Regions from separate parts of the Zea mays genome. Here regions 1 and 2 are each linked to region 3. The links are chromatin contacts, called in public Hi-C maps. All regions are on one chromosome and are shown on one strand. Each heading gives the region's core, a stretch centred on a gene start, on an enhancer-like site or on the middle of the called end of the contact. The rest is flanking DNA. Distances are from core to core; before and after follow the strand shown. Region 1 holds the start of IDI2 (Methylthioribose-1-phosphate isomerase). Region 2 holds the start of LOC100194202 (Cysteine proteinases superfamily protein). Region 3 holds the start of LOC103652847 (Protein kinase superfamily protein).

Region 1 (3,667 bases), core at 854-3,353, 150 kb before region 3:
CGACATGCGGGTGAAGAGACTGGCAAGCTACGTAGCAATGTCCGCTAGGGCTTTCACGATGGCGTCAACAGCCGATGGTGGTGGAATCAGTGTCTGCTTCTCAGTCATTGTCACCACAACTCCAATACTAGATTGATAGGATTTGGGATCCTACTGTGGCTGTGTAGCTTGTATAGGCAGGAGATCGATGGTCGGGACGTGTACCCCTAACGGCAGACAGGAGCCATGGTCACACACAGGGAGCAGACGAGCAAGAGAGAGACGTGAGAAATGACCCTTGAGACCAGACAAGATAATTACCTTGCTTAATTAGTTTGATGCATCCCCTCTCCTTATATAGAGAGGCTTACTTGACCCTGATCCTTATTTTTATAAATACCTCCTAACAAGAATAAATGATAATCCTATGCAAAGTATCTAAGGCACTTCGCCCCTAACTGCCCATGTGACCTAACCATTAGCGTGGTTCAGACGTCTATAGGTGACGTTGGTCATAACACATGTACTAAGGCTATGGCCAGCAAATCGTGCAAAACACGGTTTTGCATGTAAACTGCACTATTTACAGAGTGGAGTTTGAAATGAGTGATGTGGATGAGTAAGCTGCTGGAGATAGTCTAAGATGTCTAGTTCAACTGGTGCTCTTGTTCTTACTATTTTGGGGACAATTGTTTTTGGAATACCCCACGTAGCTGCCACTAGGTTTAGTTATCACAATTTATTACAACACCAAACATGTGCAGATATTCTTTTGAGTAGAGAAGAACCCCAAAACCCCCATCTTCCCTCCTCTCATGCCCTACCCTTTTCCCTTCCACTCGTCAAATAACTAAAAGTTCACGGGAGCCACAACATACCTACAAAGATGTTCGGCTCTTCACGGGGCGGACAATAAGTTTGGTGGGAGTGCCCTGGATTTTACCACAATGCGCGTGGTCCGGAGCGACCGCACGAGCTCCGGCGAACAGGGAGAGCATCGCCGAGCGTGAGTATCCTTTGGCACAACCTATATGGAAACCACGACAGTTGTCTTGGGCTTTGACGAGGCAAACACGACATCCCCATGCCATGCCAGCCTCCTGCTCCACCAGAAGCGCGAAGACGCTGAGATAAAGCGCCGAGCGCCAGAAGTCCACCTCCCATATCATCTGCAAGCTGCAGCCTGCGGCATTGATGTCGCCATTCGGCCTGCTCGTGGACTCACAAGATGCCGCTGTGGCTAGCTAGACGCCGGGCTGCGGACGCTAGGCCATAGCGGCTGACGAGCAGTGGCGGTGTCAGACGCCTGGGATTGGAGCGGCGACGCTCGCGGCGCAACGCTCAAAACGACGGCCCAGTGGGCCGAGCCGTCCAGAGAGAGCCAGGTGATCGAGGGAGAAATTAAACGGGCCTTTTTCTTTGATCCGTTGGGCTACCTTGTATTGGGATCTGGGCCTACTCATCGACACACGGCACAGCCTTCACCTTTCTGGTCCAGTCCTCCCTCCTCTGTCGGCAGCTCGACAACGCCGCCTAGGCTGCCGCCGCAGCCACCGGTGGCTGGGGAAAAGAGAGGGGTGGGGTGGGGTGGGGCAGTGGCCCGTGGGTTCTCTGCTCCGGCGATAGTTGAGGCAGCTGCCCCACGCTGGCACGCTATCGTAGGAGGAGCTCCGCCTCCACGCACGCATGACAGTCAAGGACGAAGAGATGAATCGAGAAGAGAGAATCTCCGTCTCACCAGCCATCGGCGGAACTCTTGACGTCGATGTACTCCATCTCGAGCGGCAGCTTCCTCTGCGTCGAATTGAAACTAACTCAGAGTGAAAACCCCATCAAGAACTCCTATTTTCTTGGAATCAAACCCACAAAAACAACACATACCCACTTCACACCACAAGGGAAAGGAAAAGGCGCACCTGATCGAGGAGGCGGAGCGACCCACGGCTGTAAACGATGGACTGCAGCGCGTCGGATGCCGCCATTCTGGGCTGGCTTCTGGGAAGAGAACCGCCTGGATCGGGGGAAGGAAAAGTATAGGTTCGCGGGGATTTCAGGTGGCAGTGGGCAGTGGCACAGAGGGGGTTCGTAATAAGTGAGGTGCGCTGTGGCTTTGTTCGTTTGCCTCGGGATGGACGTGGCTAGGCTGGGCGAAGAAGAATGTCCCGCCACTTTGCGTTAAGGCCCTCGGTCAAATTTTATTTGCGCGTGCTCAGGGGAAGTTGACGGAACTGAACAGGGTCGGTGTGAGTGTGACGTGTTGCATGATAAATTTGCTAGAACGAATAAAAATCGAATTCCTTTTTTTTCAAAATGATGGAATTTCTTTGTACAGGAGAAACATGGAGTTTGGAATGTTTTAGAGGAAAATAAATATATATACATCATGCAACGGAAACATCATACGAATTAGTATCTCCATTTATTATTTAAAGCTGAACAGTACAAATTTACAATTACAAACATCAAATAAGAAAATTAAAGAGAGTATAAAGTAGTCTGTAGATGACGTGCAAACGGAGGCGGTAGGGAAGAGCAGGTTGTTTGACTTTCTACGAGATCATAGTTAATAGAAATGGCTTCGAGTTTGTGAATGAAGGGAAAATTCATGCCGTGCAAACAGAGGCGGCAGCATGAGTCATGCTATTCCACGCGTTCAATATGTGAGTATTTAGATGGCCGATGTGCAAAATGCGAACGGATCCAAAAGGTAGTGGAGAGAGGAATCTTTCTTTGATCACTTGAGCCATCACAGTGAAGAAATCGGCTTGCATTTGTTTATCTGCCCTGCATAAGTGAGCACGTGAAATCTCTTAGGCCCCGTTATCCTTGGAATTAAATTTTATTTTAATAATTATAATTTAGACCAAACTAATTAAGTTTATATATATATGTAATATATTTCTATATTATTCTAAATTATATGAGAGGGATAATTATATATTACATTTATGTTATAACGAAGTAAGTAAAAGAGTGTAAGTTGTGTATCGGAAAAATAGCATGTAAATCTATAGAATCAATCTTCATCTCTCACATCATGAATTTGAGATAGGCTTATATGATAACTTTGAAAAATAGTGGAATATCATATTCTAAAAAAATAGTCTATTCCATTAGTAAGATTCCAATTCCTTAAAATGAAAAGAAACAAATGGGATCTTATATCTCTTATATATACGAATCATGGGTTTGTTTCCTGCCCGTCATCGCGCCTCGTCACCAACAAATCTCGGTCATCGGAGCCTCGGCGATTAGCAAAAAAAGGCCTTGTGTTTCATCGAAATTGAACCCGACATCCAGGCGGCTCATTTACTTCATCCTTATCACCTCCGGTCTCCCTCCCTCCCACGGCCAGCGCCCCAGCTACCTCCCCTTCGGTTCTCGCCAGCCTCCACCTCTTCCAGTCTTCCTCCTCGCCTCTGGGTCCCGACGCCTTCCGCCGTCGACCAGAGCAGCACGCCTCTGCCTCGCCACCGTCGGGTCCCGCTGTCTCCAGCCACCGCCGCTCCACCTCCGCCACCTCATCACCGGGTCCCGTCGCCATCTGGTCACTGATGTGGGTTGTCCTACACCGCCCGGACATGCCCTTCTCCATTCTCCCTCCACCTCCGTCTGTTGACTGTCACCTCCATTCGCCTCAAGGTGCAGCGGCGTGGCGAGGAAGCGCGGGAGGAGTCGGTACGGCGGA
Region 2 (3,651 bases), core at 815-3,314, 190 kb after region 3:
CTCCAAATGTTCGTTCAATGTCTTTTCTAGCAGACTCTTGAACAGTGGCAAAATGTTGGGTCCTCACATCATACAGATGACAGATTGTCTTCACAAACGCTGGCCAGTCCGGATAAATACCATCTGCTAGGTAATATCCCATGTTGTAGGTGTGTCCATTGACGGAGAAACTCACTGGTGGACTATCACCATGAAGATGCGAATCGAACAGGTTAGAACGCTGAAGAACATTGATGTCGTTACAGCTACCTGGCATGCCGAAGTATGCATGCCAAATCCATAAGTCATATGAGGCAACAGCTTCGAGGATCATTGTAGGGTGTTTACCGCGACCGGTAAACATCCCCTTCCATGCAGTTGGGCAGTTACGCCACTCCCAATGCATGCAATCGACACTACCAAGCATACCAGGAAAGCCGCGTGATTCTCCAACATGGAGAAGCCTAGCGATATCAGCAGGAGTAGGTTTCCTAAGATAGTACCCCCCAAAAGCAGTTTGTATGGCAGTGCAAAAGTGTTTCAAAGCCTCATGTGCTGTAGATTCTCCAATTCGTACGTACTCGTCAACGGCATCCGCAGGAACACCGTATGCAAGGATACGTACGACAGCAACAACTTTCTGAAGGGCAGATAGGCCTAGCTCACCGGCACAGTTTGGACGTTGAACGAAGTACGGATCCACTTGTTGCACAGCAAGAACGAGACGCTCAAACACATGGCGACGCATGCGAAACCTATATTGCAAACTTTTTTTAGTACAATTGTGAAGTACGTACTATGGACGTTAATACATGTGCGTATGAATAAACATACCTCCTCCGAAATTGTGCATCCGTGTAAACCGGATGGGCGCAAAAGTAGTCGGCTCAGATTCTTGCATCACCACTGATATGGTCACGATGGATTCGAACACGACCGGGAATGGAACCAGCGTACCGACGCTCGTTAAGTGCACGACGCCTACGATGTTGGTACGTCGCAACCTCGAGCTCATGGTCTTCATCTTCCATGTCTTGTGCCATCCTAAGAAAAATATTGGAATCTACGAACCGGTCCATTGTTGTGGATGAGTGTATGCGAAGTGTGAGTGAAGTGTTGAAGTAGTGATTATTTATAGAAGGGATAGGCTTCGGAGAGAAGCCATGCGCTTGTCGTGCAGCCGAAGCTAGACAATGGCTTGTTCAAGAAGTGTCGTGGCTTACGGTGGAAGCATGTGAATTCGTAAACATTTTTTCGTACGATTCAAATATGGTGTCACGTTTTTTCCACAATAATTGCACAGAACATAAATTGCAATGTTATTTGTTTTGTACATTTCGAAATTATTAATGAACCATAGTTTTTAGATTATTATTTCAAATTTTATTGATTACAAATTTTTTAGCATCCTTTAAGTACCATTAAATGGGTACAAAACAAAGAAAACAGAAAAAGAAAAGAAAAAACAAATTCTGTTAACACTGTAGCTTTAGGGGATCGAATTTAGGGAACGTTGCTGGAGACACAGAAGATATAGAGGACAGAATCTTTTAGAGTGTCCTGTAAAGTACAGGGAATATTCCTTTAGGGGACGAAATTTAGGGGACGCTGCTGGAGACAGCCTAAATATCCCCTCCTTGTATTGTTGTAAATTTAGTTTCTAACTATGATAAAAAACCGATAAAACATAGGGAAATTTGGATCCATACCATTAAAAGATCACCACTTTGGATCCATACCATTACTATCTCACTTACATGTGGGTCCACATGGGTCAATGACATGTGAGGTCCATGGTATATATCTAAAGTTTGGATCTTTTAATGGTATAGATCCAATTGTTCCTAAAACATATGTTACAATGTATCTGAAACTTATTCTATAAAAATATGAATATAATATAGAGCTTTTGTAATCTATAACAACTTTTCAATATCCGCGTGCAGGGCGCGCGCCATGCACTTTGTCTACGTATCGCGTCACCACCGCGTTTGTCCACAGTCCACGTATCGACACCACCGCTCCAGGTGTCCTTGCACAGAAAAAGGCTGGTGTGGGAAGGAAGACGACAGCAAACAGCAAAAAGCAAAACCCGCTTCTCCCTCCTGCACTCCACTACTTGCCTTCCCGCCCGTCCTCTACTCCCCCAAATCCGCCGGGCCAAACCCTAGAGAAGGCGATCGGCATTTCCCCGACGGCGAGCGGGCGGAAGCGGACAATTATGCCCCGCTGCCGCCGCGACAAGGGGCAGGCGCTCATCGACCTCGACAGCGACGCCGAAGACGGTGAGACGTTCCGCCCCCTCGTCCCCCCCGAAATCTCCCCTTTCCCTCCGCTGTGCTGCGCCTGATGTTTCGGGCCACGTGCTGTGGCGCTCGGGGTGCTCTGCTTGATGTGCTGGCACGGTGGAGCTGCGGTTTGGTGGGCGCTGCGCTTTGGATTGTCTGTTGCCTGATTTATTGCTCTGTACCGGTTCAGATTGGCTGAAACTGAGAGGGTTCAGAGGTGTATTTTGCCTCAGATTTTGGGCTACATTCTCTCCGGCTGTTGCTGTATGTGCGGTTCGGACTTCGGAGGTGTATACTTGGATGTGATTGCACATTTGTAGGCGAACTTACTTTACTCGATGATAGTAGCGTTGTGGTGAAACAAAGTGACAGTCATAGGGTTTTTAGATTGTTGTTAATTTCAGCATTGCTATATTATTTGCCTAGTTGAAAACCTCTCTGTGTTGAAATATTATTCGAATTAAGTGCTGTTCTTGCTGTCCCTGTTTACAGTAACGTCATCTTGATAATAAAGGGATGAAAGCGTGGAAAAGGCTGGAAACAGTATCTTCTATACGAAAACGATTGCTGGTCGGGTAGAAATTTACTTGGTTGCATAATTAATCTACTTATTGTCGACCACAATACCATGTCGACAGATACTTAAAATTCAAATTTTAAATATGGTAATTTTCGGAAATGATATTGTCTTAACGGAAACGATACAATTACGATGCCTTGGTTACAGATTTTTGGTTACAGATTTTTGGTTACAGTTTTCATCTTTTTTTAATATTGCTGTTTATTGTTTTTGGCCTATAATATATGATCTAAAACCTTGTTTTGTATCTCATGAGCTGTTAGGTTAGTCAAGGATCTTTGAACATCATACAGTGTTGGAGGTCTGTCTAGAGCAGCAACCCACAATTTTGAGTGTAATATATTTGAACTCAAACAGTCAAACTATAAGATTAATTTCATCATTGCTATACTTATCTTGTTAATCTGACTCCATCTACTATCAGATTAATTTCAGTTTTATCTTGTTTATCCGACTTCCTCATCTACATGCCATGCTGAATGTTAATATGAATTTGAGTATTTTTGTTTCCTGTATGCAAACATTGGAAATGGTCTTGTTCTTTATCAATTCATTTACATATGGCTGTAATCTGAATAATTTGATTGTTTTATTCAGAATTAGAATATTTAATTTATTTAAATATATTGGAAGCATGGCACTTATGTCTCCAAAATCACAACAAAAAAAGCCACATAATCAAATTGGACCATCAAGTACTAAGTGCCCTCAGGCTGCATTGACCTCTCACAGATATGAGTAGTTAAAACATTTAGTTTGAGTTTATAGTTCGTTTCCCTTTATCTTGTTATGGTAGTTTACAAG
Region 3 (3,752 bases), core at 758-3,257:
AAGTTCTCTTGCTTTGATTTTGATTCAAATCCTTAAGTGTTGCTCCCTAAGTTTACTCCGCAATCATTTTCCTTAGGAAACACATTGCAAAAAGAACTTATCTCACTACTTCGATCAACTCACCTCTTGCTCTAGTTGACTAGTTTGGGATCAAGTTTTGTTTGGAGTAATTAAATTTTAGGTTTCACCTATTCACCCAATCTAGGCAACTTTCACACGTCCTTTAGTAATCAGGGGCTCCATCATCATGTATTATCCTCTTTTTCATTTAACCTACTTGTCAATTTGATAAATCTCATCAGTTATCTAATTGCATGGTCATTATCACTAAAACATATAATTAGCGCTTAATTGCACTTATAGTTTCACTTACTCATGTTGACTCGATTGTTTCCTACTAGGTTTCGGGACCAGAAAGGTTTGGGCCCAAGGGATCTTGCAATCCGAGGCTGGTGACCTCAAGGACCTTAGGGCAATAGGAGGCTCCTAGCGTTTAAGTGTTGTTTAGTGCTTCGAGGTTTGAACTGTCTATACACCTATGCATCATAACACCACGGGACACGATGGCCTCGAGAATTTAGGCATATGAGCGCCAGGGGTATGAGGGACCTAGGGACTTACACTTATGAATGTCCCATGGCATGAGGGACCCGAGTGCCCTAAGGGCCTAGATCATTGATCATTGCCCGAGGCACAAGGATCCTCCACGACTTAGATTATTCCTCTCTAGATTGTCTTGAGGCACTATGTGCACTTGGTCCTTACTCCTTAGGCTAACTCCAAGGGCTCATAGCATCCTTCCCTAGGCCGAACATAGGGGCATTGAATGCCTCCAACTATACGTGTTCCCTATATGTAAGGGGAGATAAAATCTCCTTCTATATATACAGGAGTACTATGCTCTCCTTATGTTTAATCACACTAGTATTAATCATATTTAAGCCCCATAACTTCATAATAATGTGTATTAGGTAGTACAAATATTGTATAGTTTTTTAATTAAAAATGATAAATATATTTTAATTAACTGAGTAGTGTAAAGGGAAGCTGTTTAGGGGAGAATGGTTGGAGACAGACTATATATAGAAGGAATATTTTAAGAGGAGATAGTAAAATATATTAAAAAGTATAGATAAGAGGAGATGTATAAGGGGAATGGTTGGAGAGAGCCTTAGAGCACTCTGAGGTACGATGGGTTCGAGTCTCTTTGTGACTCTTTAGAAGGCTTAGGCCTTGTTCGATTCTTTTAGTTGCCCTTCTAAACTTTGGGAAGTAAATTTTAGTCTCTAAAATACCTTGTTTGGTTCTATGGTCTAAAACTGATTAAAGAGCATTAATTATATGTATAAAGACAAGATTACTCCTATTAATGCAATAAGTCCAGTTTTAAGAGTGGTAGTGGGATCAGACGAGGGATAAATTCCGTAAAAATGAAAGTTTAATCATTTTAGTTACTCCTTTTTGACTAAAGGACTAAATTTTATTAGGTCACTTTTAATCATCCTATTTGACAGTTTAAGGAGTAAAAGTGAATATAAACTAAAAGTGAATAGTCAAGTTTAGGGGATGGAAACCGGAGTCTTAGTTGTAGCTATTCCTTTCGATTACCTTAATGTCAAGTTATATAGCGTTATACACCTCTTCTGGTCGAGGTTTGGGACTGCTGGGAGCGTCTTCGGATATAAGACCATGTCCAACAGTTCACTCATATGATTATCCAAAACACTATTTTGCACCACCGTAGACTGTACTGTTCACAGAATGAGATTTGAATATAGATATGAGTATAAATAAACTACTAGACATAGCTTAAGAGGTGGTGTTCCTGGTTATTATGTTCAGATTTTTGAATATGTCTTGATGACTGCCTAGCGTATGTCCTTCCTTAACATTGTACACGATTTCTGCTCCACAAGATACCGATCCATTTTCACCTTTTTCCTGCAACCCTTCCTTTCCTCTCCACATCTGGCCAAACTCTCCGTGGTCGAAGCGATTAGGTGGTCAGCACCGTACAAGTTTTGGATAGAGCACGGTTTCCCCTAGCACGCGTGACGTGGCCACGCCGTTACTCCGAGTGGCCAGCATTTACTCGCACTCCTCTCCGCCGTGGTGGCTACTGGCTGGTGGCCATGGCTACGTGAGCAAGTGAGCAACGCGTGTTCCGCCGCCCCTCCGCTCCGGAGTGCAGAGACCACACAAGACAAGAGGGAGAGAGCCGAGAAAGGAAAACGAAAAAAAAAACGGCCTTTCCTTCCCCCCGCCCAAACCAAGAAAGTGAGAGCGCGCAGCGAGCCCCTGCCGGCGACTCGGCAGTCCGCACTGAGGAGTGAGGACGATTCGTTCAGCTTGCTCCCAACAAATTCGTTGGAGGACAGGGGAGGGGCGGGGTCGTCCGCCGCTGGTTCTGTAGTCAGCCAGGTGAGAGTTCCTTCGGCTGCTCGGTTCCCTTCATCAGCCGTACCTTCGCCATCGTTGGTTTGCTTCCCCACGCGTGAACCCCTCACGCTACGTCCACTTCTAATGGTCGGTAGTATCCTCCCTCTCCTACCGCCGCTGGCCGCTGCCGCCGCCGCCAAAGAGGTGGTTGCCAGGCGCGCTGCTCTGGACGACCGTGCCCGCGCCACAAGGCCGCACGCTACGCCTCTCTTGCCCGCGCCTCGGCGCCGCCGAGGCCGAACATGAAGCAAACGCCGCAGTCCAGGAGCGCGACACCGCCGCCGCTCGTGCCCGTGACGCCCTGGAACGGGCGGCCGTGGTTGGCCCTGATTCTATTAGCCAAACCCTAGCACAATCCTTGCCTATATATATGTGCTTGTACTCTTGCGTCTCCATAATCAATCTTCAATTCCTATGCTACATTGCTTACAGTAGGGAGCAGGTCAATAGAACTCTTTCTCTTTTTCTTTTTCAATCTAAAATTTAGAAATACTGTTGTAATAGTGCTCCATATTGTTCGGATGAAAGCTTGATGATGGAGGTTGCCATCTTATCCAGGTATCAGCGTTTGAGGCTAAAAAATGGAGCACTGTACAGCTTTTATATGTACTTCAGCACAGTGGCCTCACTCAATAACGACCACTCGACGAGTGGCATACCATAGATCTGCAAATTCAAGTTTCTCAGCACCCCAAAGGAGAAGGCGGTCAACACTCTATGTCATGAATGCCGCATCAACCAGTGCTCCAATTTCACCTCAAAACATAACCCAACTTCCACGGACGAACAGCACAGTTATCAAAAGTATATCCAGCGACAAACCCAGCAGTGCAATGGAGCAACTTGATATTGAACGTGGTGTCTGTATTCCGTTCCGAAAGTACACTCCTGAAATGGTACTGCAATCTGCATTCTTTTATGTTTATAGAATTGGTTTTGCTAAAAATTGTTGTTAATTGTGTTCATTTCTACAATTGCTAGGTCAGGAAAAAAGTATTGGATTCAAGAGGTTCCATACTGTCCCTTGCGAGCCGGGGAGTGGAGATAATTTGGAAACTTGGATTTTACTGGTCATCTCTTGTGTATGACTTTTTGGTTGGACAGGATGAAGAAATTGTTCCATATCGTGCCCGGCAGCTCCGTAATCTTTTATGTGATCTGGGCCCATCTTTCATAAAAGCAGGACAGGTCATAACATTTAATCTTGATTATGAAGCATACATCTGATTGTGCAATACAAATTTATTGATCCTTTCTTTACAATTGTCCTAACTTTCAGTTGGAATGGAAACCCTAACCCTAGAGTAGGGTTG

Evidence for each region. Hi-C and Micro-C count contacts between places; a contact is called where the count stands out from the background.
Region 1: a Hi-C map of leaf shows a contact between it and region 3, with 2.3 times the contacts expected there. The contact joins the promoter of IDI2 here to the promoter of LOC103652847 in region 3. A contact is called at or near these places in 3 of 25 Hi-C or Micro-C datasets (ear and leaf).
Region 2: a contact with region 3 is called in a Hi-C map of ear, with 1.5 times the contacts expected there. The contact joins the promoter of LOC100194202 here to the promoter of LOC103652847 in region 3. A contact is called at or near these places in 2 of 25 Hi-C or Micro-C datasets (ear and tassel).

Annotation. Positions count from the first base shown.
Region 1 is chr4:13,839,461-13,843,127 of Zm-B73-REFERENCE-NAM-5.0, forward strand. IDI2 (Methylthioribose-1-phosphate isomerase) reads right to left here and starts at 2,104. Exons shown (of 9, transcript NM_001111805.2): 1 at 1,896-2,104; 2 at 1,718-1,773. The coding sequence starts at 1,961. It overlaps LOC118476879, which reads left to right and starts at 3,117. Exons shown (of 2, transcript XM_035967195.1): 1 at 3,117-3,535; 2 at 3,628-3,667. The coding sequence starts at 3,131.
Region 2 is chr4:14,184,989-14,188,639 of Zm-B73-REFERENCE-NAM-5.0, forward strand. It overlaps LOC100194202 (Cysteine proteinases superfamily protein), which reads left to right and starts at 2,065. Exons shown (of 9, transcript NM_001139247.2): 1 at 2,065-2,264. The coding sequence starts at 2,201.
Region 3 is chr4:13,992,269-13,996,020 of Zm-B73-REFERENCE-NAM-5.0, forward strand. It overlaps LOC103652847 (Protein kinase superfamily protein), which reads left to right and starts at 2,008. Exons shown (of 15, transcript XM_008679829.4): 1 at 2,008-2,421; 2 at 2,998-3,335; 3 at 3,421-3,627. The coding sequence starts at 3,021.